Linked DNA regions of Ovis aries: region 2 is linked to region 1. The links are chromatin contacts, called in public Hi-C maps. All regions are on one chromosome and are shown on one strand. The core of a region is the stretch at or near the end of the contact, and the rest is flanking DNA. Distances in the headings are between cores, read along the strand shown.

What was found. Hi-C and Micro-C count contacts between places; a contact is called where the count stands out from the background.
Region 2: a Hi-C map of mixed tissues shows a contact between it and region 1, with 3 times the contacts expected there. The contact joins the promoter of ENSA here to the enhancer-like site in region 1. A contact is called at or near these places in 6 of 16 Hi-C or Micro-C datasets (blood, mixed tissues, muscle and 2 more).

Annotation. Positions count from the first base shown.
Region 1 is chr1:100,510,288-100,515,636 of ARS-UI_Ramb_v3.0, forward strand. The region is part of intron 11 of RPRD2 (regulation of nuclear pre-mRNA domain containing 2); the gene reads left to right. Among named protein-coding and RNA genes, the nearest start is that of TARS2, 5.2 kb to the right of the region's middle. Within about 2 kb of position 3,569, at least 8 of the 54 cell types and tissues checked have an H3K27ac peak or open chromatin away from gene starts, as enhancers often do.
Region 2 is chr1:100,620,489-100,626,007 of ARS-UI_Ramb_v3.0, forward strand. It overlaps ENSA (endosulfine alpha), which reads right to left and starts at 3,132. Exons shown (of 4, transcript XM_004002459.6): 1 at 2,951-3,132; 2 at 1,164-1,289. The coding sequence starts at 3,007.

The DNA of each region.
Region 1 (5,349 bases), core at 2,319-4,818:
ATATTTCTGAGGTGGTTTCACATATCTGGCATCAAGCTCTTGCTTCCTGCTGCTTTTTTTTTTTCATTGACTTTTTCTCCCTCAGTTTTCTCGTCTGCATTTCTAGTCTACCCAGAAAGTCACTGTACTTGACAGTAGATACAGAGGTGCAACTGAAACATTCTGATATTATCCCAGTTGTGTTTTTTTTTTTTAAGTAGACATTTTTACCATGGTGCCTCCCTAATGTAACATTTGTTGGTAGTTATCACCAAAAGTTAACTATGGGGAAAGGAAAGTATTTGTCTTTATCTTTTACCCTTGACCTAGTCCTGTATTCACCCCTCTTGGTATTCTGAAGGAGGTAGTTTAGTAGCATCTTTCTTTATACCTCTTTAGTTCTGTCTTAGTGACAAATGGATGTTACACATATCCTTGCAGACACACAGGAGGACCTGATTAGTTTAAATTTACCCCACTCTGTGGATAATGACCTGTCACATTTCAAGGCTCACACCTTATCCTTACCTCCCACTCTCAATAGAAAATGTTTATGCCCTTAGTCATTTTACATGAAAAAAAAAAAAAGTGCTTTTTTTCTCCCTGAACTGAAAAGCTCCTTATTTGTATTTCTACAGCTAGTACTGGGAAAAGACAATCACTGCGCTTTGAGTGTTTAGGGACACTGAAAAGCAAATGTTGCTTTACTACATTTTTTAATTTAGTGTCTTACCGTAAAGTACACACTGGTAATCTCCAGCCAGAAGAGTAAAAGACTATAAAAGGAAATCCTAGCAAGTTTCATATTTTCTTCCAAGTTAGTGTAGAAGTAACTGTAGGAAGTGTAGGGATTGCTTTGGATTCACCCGGTGAAGTTTTACAGATGGGAGAGCGTGGGCAGTGTAGTGACAGAAGATGATTCTTTGTCTCAGAATAAGCTTGCTTTGCAGGTAAAAGAGCAGCTCAAACCAGGTGTGCATCATAGTTTGGGAGTTTTTGTGTAACTTATTCCATGTTACTTGTTTGGGCTCTCCAAAACATGGAGTCCTCCATCTTCCTAATGCATTTCTGGTCTTAGGCCAGCTGTTCGTCCTTTGACCTTCTCAAGCCTCTGCGCTGTAGCTCTCCCTGCAGAAAAATGCATGATACCACAATGTTGTAAGTGGGATGAGGTATATAGTGTAGCAAAGCAAAGAAACAATACAGTTATACTGAGTCCTAAGACATTTGTTTAGAGAAAAGCATAAGAGAGTGTGAGGGTGGGGTGGGGGGAGGTTAAAGGGAGGAAGTTTTAACTCAAGACTGAAATAGATTTTTTTTTCTTTTGCAGAAAATTAAGTGGGATGTTTTTCATTCTAGAATAAAAGAATGTGAATTCTTTCTGCTGCTCTCGAGTAATCTAAAAGTAGTGTTTACTTGAAAAGGCTCTCTGACCATTTGATTTTTATCAGAAAATGGGGGGTTGGTCAGCAAAGTGGTTTCCTGAATGTTGGGGCAGGTTAATTGTCCTCAGAAGCACGATAGCTAGTACATGAAAGGGAAGACCTTGTACAGTTTTAAAAGATGGACTTTAAGGGTTGGGTTTCTGTGGAGTGTTTTGTTTTTTTAAGCCACAAAATCCATTTGTTTCAGGATTGAAATGAGGATTTGTATGTAACTGTCAGCTATTTGTTACCTTTAAGGACATCTGCCTACAGCAGTCAGTGAAGACAACGATGTGTATATATATGTGATATAGTGAAACAAGACAATTCTGGTATTCATAACATGAAACAAAGGGGTTTTATTCTTTCTGTGTCTGTGATTTATAACTCCGTGCCCATGCTCTGACTTTTGTATTTCAACCTCAGAACAAGATTTTTTTAAAAGCATAGTATAGTGCGTCTTGGCAAGGACATGATTCAGTATGCAAACAGATAATGCGAAGTTGTTACTAAGGTTCTTGGTGCTCACTGTAAAATCATAGACAGAGAATCGGTGGGTGCGGCATGAGTACACTGGTACCACTTAAAATTCAGTGATACAACATCAGAAATTGAGTCCTTAAATATTCTGTAAAAGTTTACTCTTCAGTCAGCTTAGATTCAACCTCTATCCTTGCTCCCATTTGCCCTCCCAAATTTTGTTGAGAATAAACAGAATTTGGTTTGTTTCCAGGGAGGGTAAAATGATAAGAGAATAGGCCTTTCATCCTTTCCAGTCCCAGGAATACAATGTTTGTGATGTATATGGTACAGCAAACCTATCTAGATAATGTGAATATGCTAAAACTCCTAATTGCAGAATATTCACTATCAGTCCTGAAGTTACTGGTTCATGCAGAAGTAAGCTTCAGCTGTTACTGTTTTGAAGCCGCTGTAAATTACTGCTTTTTCTCCTTTTTGCCTCCCCTCTTCCCCCCCTTTTTTTGAATGGGCTGGGGTGCCTGTTAAGATTTAAATTAGATATGTTGGATTGATATTCTCACGTGTTCAGTGTGGAAAACAAAACAAGTACATGCTTTAGAGGCAACATCAATGAAATCCTTTTGAAATGTGTATTAATATCATTTAATAAAATAACTAGTTCTAAAGGTTTGACATTTTTCTTTGAGATTTGGGTCTTTGACCAAGGGCCCCTGGCTTCTCTGGTGAATGCAAATAGGAGGGAACTTCTCCAGAAGCTGAAACTGCTGCTTTGAGGAACAGGCCTGTTGTTGGAAAGACCTAAGTTTTCTCCAGCAAAGACCCTACATGACTGTCCAGGGCTGAAGGTGAAACCAGCTACAGGAATGCAGGAAGAAAAGCCTGAATATATCTCTGAAGATAACAGTTGTATTTGCTTTTGGTCTAAACATGCAAGGAGGGTAGAGGGGCTGGTGTGTGTGCACCTGCACAGGTCTGAGGCAAACACACGCCAGAGACCCCCCATCTCAAGCCTGCCTTGCGACCGCTTGCGCTTTCCTCTCTTCCAGGCATTCCTTTTTTTTTTAAATCTCTTTGCCCCCAATATTATGTTTTTGTTTTCCTGTTTAATAAAGTATGGTTTCCTTTGTTGTGTGGTTGACTTTTCCCCTCTCTGATCTTGTCCAGCTGTCCGCTTTGACTTCCACAGTCAGTGTCACTGAAGGCATTCTGAGCTTCTTAAGATCTTTATGGCCTTGTGGGTTTTGTTTAGTCCTTTATGGCAGTTCAATTTTGGACAATGGGTGGGGCAAGATCAAGATGTTCAGGGAGTGGTTGATAATGAAGTGGGTATACTGTATGGATGATAATTTTGTACATCTTCCCAAAAAATTGTACGATTGTGAGCAAAAAAGTATTTTTAAAGCATGAAATTGGGGCAGTGGCAGTCAGGATCCTTCTGGACAATTCTTTGCCCACATCTACCCTTCTCACATATTGCCAGTAACAAGCCACACTCAACCCCTCTCTCACCCCATCCCTTTTCATGACCCAGTGAGGCTTAATAAATGTTGGCTAAAGGGGTAAAGAGAGTCATTGCATCTAGACCAGGCCTGGATCCCTGGCAGGGTAGAAGGCCCTAAATAGCAGCCTTGAATATGTGAAACTGCACGCATGTCACCAGACACTTCAGAAATAGCACAGTCTAGGAACACACCCAGCAGGTAGGGGTGTACACTGTACTGGCCGCTTCTGGAATCTGGCTCACCCTAACTTCCTGGTCCCCACTTGGGGCCTTGACTTGCCACCTGATTCCTGTCCCCATCCCAAGGAAGTAACAGCTTTTAGAACTCACTAGCCTTTCTGGGCATGTTGAAAATACACAACTTCTATAAAATTGTTTTATTTGGGCCAATATAGTATAGAAGGAATGAGTTGCCCCCTCATGTATGTAGGCAGAGTATGTTTTAGGGTATGGAGGTGTTTCTCATACTTGATTATGAGTAAACTGTATAGGCAAGTCCGGTCAGCTGCTGTTCACAGTTGCTGAGTAATAACTCATTCAGGTTGCAAGAGGGACACCCATGAGATGGCTCTTAAGTAAACATCCTGCTCTACCCCCATGTAGAAGTAGAAAGAAGCACATGTGCTTTAAAGGAAAGAAGCAAGTGCCATGTAAAATTATTTCTGACAAACTAGGGGCTGGGGGAGGACAGAAGAAACAATACTTAGTTACAAGTTTGAGGGGAACCGGATAAGAAGGCTGAGATCTATTTGGAAACTGATAATTGCAGTTACCCTATCCTTTTCCTTTATCACTGTGGCAGGAGTCAAAAGTTGAGAACACAGATGTGGGTGGAGGGGCTAGTGAGCAGTGCCAACAGAGGAAACAAACAGGCTGCAGTTTGTGTTTGACTCAAAACGGTGTTGACTAACCCAGCACACCCTGGATCTGGGGTTCTTAGCAAATTAGATATTCCAACATTCCTTCCTTTCCCTTCCCCACTGGATCCCTTTCTTGAGAATTAAGTCCTCTGTCACCTAATTTGTGGGAAGGAGGAGATAAGACTTGAAACTTCCTACATTTTTCTTGGGGTGTTTCAGTTGGAAAGTGTAGAAAGGAGATGGGTTTCCTCCTCCCCTGGCTAGAAATCCTTTGCACCTACATAAGGCAGTACTCAAGGTCTCATGTTTTCTAGGCGGCCAATCGTTGCCAAGGGCAGTAGCGATTAGTAAAGTATTACGTTGGAATCTTGGATTTTCGGTAGTGGGCCATATAGTTGTACAGATAATATCTAGGACCTTCCTTCAAGGTACTTAAGTCTTTGTTTTTGCTACTTTATTTCAGCATCGAACTTAAGTTGACACTGGCTCCTGTGTTCAGGAGATTTCATGTTTTCTTGAACTGACCAACCAGGGTCATTTAAAAGGCGTGGTGGCTGTATTTCTCTCGTACCGACTCAAGAAATGTCTTAGGAAAGGACAATCTTATTAGAGACTTTTTAGGGGAGCCCAAGGTTTTGTTTTCAATTTATCCCCATGCTCTGGCTAGAATGTCTCCCCCTCAATTTACTCAGCGAAGTTGGCTGGACTATCTCTGTAGTATATTTAAAGCAAAGTTAAAGTTTGGCCCCATCCTAGATCTTTATTACTAAGGGGGGAAAGATTTTTTTAACCTAACCTCCCCACAGCACCTACTGTAGCTTTAGCCACTCTGCTAGTTCTTTGGGCCTCAAAACCATTTGGTGGCAATGATACAAAGCTTTCTTGTATTTTACCTTCTTATATTTCTCCTTTTTCCCTCAATATCTTCTACCGCTTTGGTGTAGGGAAATTTTGCTTCTAAGAATGAAAATTTGGAGGTATGTGTTGCTCTTGATAACAAGAGGGAAATGTACTGTACTTTTCCATGGAGAGAATTTTTACAAACAGTTAAAGATGATAAAAACAATACCTGCTCAACCAAAGCTGTAACTAACAGGATGTC
Region 2 (5,519 bases), core at 1,882-4,381, 110 kb after region 1:
TAGTATTAACTATATTTATGCTTTCTCCCCAATGTCTTCTGACTTTTTCACATTTGTAAGCAGTTTCCCAGCTAGGGTGTATATTTTTGGAGTTAAGAGATAGCTCCTATAGCCTTTTACAGCTCCATGAGTCCACAATGTTTCAACCATATTGCTGACTTTAATCCCAAAGGTTTATATAGGACCTATTAGCCTCCAATGGGCTTGGTGCTGGGGAAACAGTAATGAATAAGATATATAAAGGGTCAACCTGGGGCTCTCAGTAGATGATCAACCTCAAGCTAACAACCTCAAAACAAGAAACTGTTCTCTCAGACTATGAATAGAAACTGGGCTTGTTTCTGAGGATAATGTACTTTCCTCCTACTCCAACCACTCCCACACATGTTCCATGGCTGGGAGAGCCTGCCTACGCCTGTCTTGCTTACAGCAAGGTAAGCTGCAAATCAGCATCACTTCATCATCTGTGACTAAGACTCAGTAACTGGGATTCTCCACAGAGATCTGTTTCCCTCTCCATTTCATCTGCATAGAGAAATACACTGCAGGTTAACGACTGACAACCCCTCAGTCAGCTTTAGGTACCTCTGAGGACTGAGGAACCCGAAGAGGAGCTAGAAGGCTATGAAGGTAAGACTCTCCCTTGGGAGAAGGACCACTCTGGACTTTTCCAGTGAGTCTCTTCAGGCACCATAGTTAATGGCTGGTGCTAACTTCAAGGGCCTGAAGAAATCATTTCAAGTTGAGGAAATCTGTAGGACAGATTTCTGGGCCTTTCTTCGGAAATGATGCACCTCAAAATTTAGCTCTAATCCTACATCTGCAGTCCTAAAACTCCCACCATCCAAACAGGCAAACATCTGGAGGCTGTCAGCATTCCAGACTCTGACATCCTTCCCTCACTCTTCCAAGGCCATTCCTACATGCCCCTCCATTAAGCTTTAGTATCCTGAGGGAAATCAGAAAATAACTGATACCCTTTCAGGAATTTACAGTATTTGCCTTGGGTTTGTGGGTTTTTTTTTTTTACCAAGTTTCTAATTTTTCTTTACTACTTCCCAACAACAAAACCTTCATATCAGTGTTCAGCAGAACTTCCACAGATCTCATCCCTAAAGCCCCTTTGGTTCCAAAGTAAGAGGGTAAGAGATTGTGCTCCATACCCCTTTCTGGAGTCTCTTCATGAGGAAGTCGGAGCCTCCAGGCTTTTGTCCCAGGCTTGGATATTTGGCTTTTAGCTTTGCCTCCTCAGCTTTCTCAGGGAGAACACCTTCTTTCTCTTGGGTGTCCTGGAGGAAACAAATGGGGCCAGTAAAATTAAACACTGAGAAGCAATGCTTCCAATATCTGCTAACTTTTACACTATTACCTTTTCCTGGAGATCTACCCATTTGTAAACATGCTATTCACACTCTTAAATAAAGCCAGACCTTTGTTCAAATCCCTGAAGCTCAAGATGACTGTATTGTGAGAAAAAAATATAAGTGTGACTGTTTGTCACACTACACCTAGGGAACCACCCCAGTGACCTGTGAGTACTGAGTTAAAGGTAATACTGAAGAACAATACTTTAATCAAAGAGCAAGCAGTAGCTCACTTAGAACAGAAGCTAGGAAAGACAGAACAGAGCTAGCAGGGATTCTGGTGATGCAAGATTAGTAGGGAGATCTCCAGCTGTCTGTAAAATACAGTACAGGTCAAATGGGAAATTGAAAGGGATAACTGTTGAGATGTTCCCTCCTAAGCTAGGCTTTTGATAAATCTCTCTATGGAGGCTAGCTCTGTGGCCTTCTCCAGAAAGCACCTTAGCAATGGTCAGTAATGGAAAGCAATAATGGACAGCATTGTTTCCATAAACATTGTAGTAGGAAGGTGACAAGTAAACAGAAATTAATCTCAGGAAAATTAAGATATAGTGGGTTCACTAGTACTTACCCACCACCTCTGTCAAAAAATCAACACCTTCCCTAGTGATGGAGGTTTGGGAACAAGCCAAGAGCCCAATTAACTTGCAGGGTCTCTTACTGTTGTTGTTACTCTCTGCCTCCCTTTTTTGTGGGCCCTGTCGCCCTCTTCTTTGACTTTTTAAAAAAGGACATGAAGCCAATTTGTGGTTCTTTTTAGTGGAATTGCATTCCTTTGCCTTGAAAACCTGGCCCATATATAACCCAGGGGTATTTAATGAACCCGAGTCCAGTACTAAATGTTATAAATCAAATACAAAACACCTACAGAAGTTGCCGTGTTTTCATCACAGAATTGCGGGTGAAATAAGTCCCCACTATCTTAGAAGTCGGGGGGAAATATGGTGGCGTCTTTCTTTTCATGACTCTCTAGGGGTCTTTCCTAGGTTAATCTCCATTATTCTGTTTGAAACTCTAGCCCTCTTCAATTTTGTAAGGTCCTCTTTGAAGGTGGGCCAACAGACCATCTCCAGCTATCAAAATATCTCTTTGAGAAAGTTGCAGTCTTAAATTAGCCATGATAATTACTCTTCTCCCTTCCCCCGGTGCTGACCCCTTTTTAAACGTCTATATCTTGACCTGTATCTTTAGGATACAGAATGCAGGACCCAGCCTGGCTGTTGGTTCATTTTACCCCTACTAACCTATAACATACATCTCATCCGGAGACCACCAACCCCCTTTCATTCACCCACTCTTTTCAAACACCCGCCCCACGCTCAGATTCGGCCAATTACAGCACAGCTTCAATAGGCCTAGCAGTAGGTCTACTGACCAATCAGGAAGGGTACTATACTGATTGACAACCCAGCCAACTAACCAGAGCCAAAGCAGCAGGCCCTGTTGAAACTCACCCTGCATGACGCAAGACGTGGCCAACCCCTGCAGAGCCCGAGACCATGGCGACCAATCCGCACTGGTGGGAGACCGCCTCCCGCCCCATCACAATCGCCCCCAACTCGCCCACCGCACCCCCTCCATTTCACCTGCTTCTCCTCGCCGGTCTCTTCCGTAGGGTTCTCCTCTTCTTGTTTCTGGGACATGCTGGGACCGGGACTGTGGAGTGTGGGGGACCCGGGAAGTCAGCCGGAGAAGGGAAGGGGGAGGGGAAACGGGACAACCAGCACTGCTTCTTCAGCTCCTGTCACTAGGATTGCTCAGTCAAAATGGCGGCCCTTGCCTGTGACGTTGCGACCGCCCCTTCCTATGGGAGCCAGTGGGAGCTGTGGATAGGGCAATGACGTAACGATCTACCAATAGTTGCTGGCTAAATGTGGGTTCTATGGAGGCGACGGGCAAGCTGGAACGCCGATCTGGGAAGAGAGTGACTCACAAGGACCAATTGGAAGCACGTGGGGGAGGTTAAGGGGTGGTGCTGGTAGCTTTGGCATTTTCGCTCCTTTCGTGGGGGTCAGACTTTCTGCCGCCCTACCTCGTCGCCCCCAGGGGGCTTTTCTGAGCTTCGAATTGGAGAGCGAAAGGCTGGAAACCTTTTATTTCCAGGTGAAGAGGATTAAGCTTCGCGCAGTAGCAGAAAATTATCAATCTCCAGAAAATAATAGGAAGGTCAGAGTGGACTTTAAAGTGGTCCTCCTCACTCTTCCAGTGTGTCATTTAGGGTGTGGAATGGAGAGACTGAATGGTCCAGCAGAATATGGATGGCTTACGTTTCATCGTTTAACTCTTAACGTACAGTTTTTTTATTCGTTCAGTGCCATCCCATGGAAACTGAGCTCCTTGAAACAGCACAGGTCTAGGTACATGGTAAACACTGCGTAAATACTCGCGAACATATTGAGTGTTTGAAGATGGTACTGTTTTAGTTTTACAAGGAATATATATGTAGTAAGGCAGTCTTTGCCATAGAGGGTTTTCACAGTATGCTAGGTGTACCCAAATCTTCGAGATTAAAAGAGACTCATCTTCCTAGAGTGTTAGTTAAAAAACGTCATTTTTATATTAAAACAGTCTAATACTAACACTGAAGAATTGATATTAAATTTTAATTTTCCAGGGAACCTGTTGTGGCAGCTTTAGGGCTATCTGTTCATTTTTCTGTATAATTAAGTACATTTCTAGTGGGAAAATCTGAGAATCTTAGAATACACAGATTATTATACAAGGCAAAATCTGGTCAGCTTGAAATTAAAATGTTAATAAAGTGGTAAAGGGGTTCAAAGGAAAGTTCACATTCAGCAAATGGCAACCCACTCCAGTATTCTTGCCTGGAGAATCCCATGGACAGAGGATCTTGGCAGGTTACATACAATCCATAGGGTTGCAAAAGTTGGACAGGACTGAGCGACTAAGCACCCTACCCACCCCACCCCCCCCCCCGCCCGACCCCCCACCCCCCAAGAAAAGAAGACTTAATGATGGAGCTGTGTATTTGAAATCAGCTTTAATTTTGCCAGGTAAAGGTGATGGAAGGACATTCTAGGTGATGGGGTCAGTATGAAAGCTAGAAAACTAGAACTGAGTCCAGAACATGGAGGGCTTGAGTGTCAGGATAAGAAACCAGTGGATAATTTAGTTATCTAGGAGGGATATTTAAGGCTTTTAGGCCAGAGAGTGGCAGATCAGAATTGTTCTTAAGGAAGATTAATCTAGTGGTAATGAATAAAAAATCATTTAGAATTCCAAACAGAAAGATACTAGAGGGGGACAATCTAGCTAGGAGTCCTCTGCAGTACTCTGGTTGGGAAGTAATTAGTATTTAATCTACAAACGAGGTAGTTTAGAATAGAAAACAGTGATTCTAATTGAGAAAGTCTGTGGCAATGGAATCTACTAGATTAGCATCAAACTGAATATAGGGAATAAGCAGGCCATGTGCCTCAATGTGACTATTTGTAGAAACAAATTCAAGGAAAGGAATCAATTTGGAAATGAAATTGGAAGTAGATAGAAAATGAGGTGTTCAGTTTTGAAAACACTGACTTTTTCAAAGCCAGTGAGCCATTTGGTGGAGATATCCAGGCAATGAAGTCTTAGGATAAGTGAACTCAGATCTCCATATCTGAAATTTTAGCATTATAGGACATATAGATCTGGAGTTTGGGATAAATGTAGAAGCCAAATATGAATAAAATTTGGACTTCTTCACATAAATATGGGTTTCCCAGGTGGTGCTAGTGGTAAAGAACCGAACTGCCAATGCAGGAGTTGTAAGAGACATAGGTTTGAACCCTGGGTTGAGAAGATCCCCTGGAGGAGGGCATGGCAACCCAATTTAGTATTCTTGCCTGGAGAATCCCATGGACAGAAAAGCCTGGTGGGCTACAGTCCATGCGGTCACAAAGAATTGGACATGACTGAAGCTACTTAGCATACACGCACAAAAATATAAGTGAAGTTGTGGGATTAGATGGGATCATTGAAAAAAGTAGAAAAGAGGCCCCAGAACAGAAACTAAGGAAAAGTTGGCAAGGGCCACAGATATAAATGATCAGAGTGGTAAGGAGGAGAACCAAGAGAGAATCCCTTGAACAGTATGAAAAGAGAGAAGGCACAGAGAAGTTAAAGTCGGAGCGGACGGAAGCTAGTTGTGCTGTG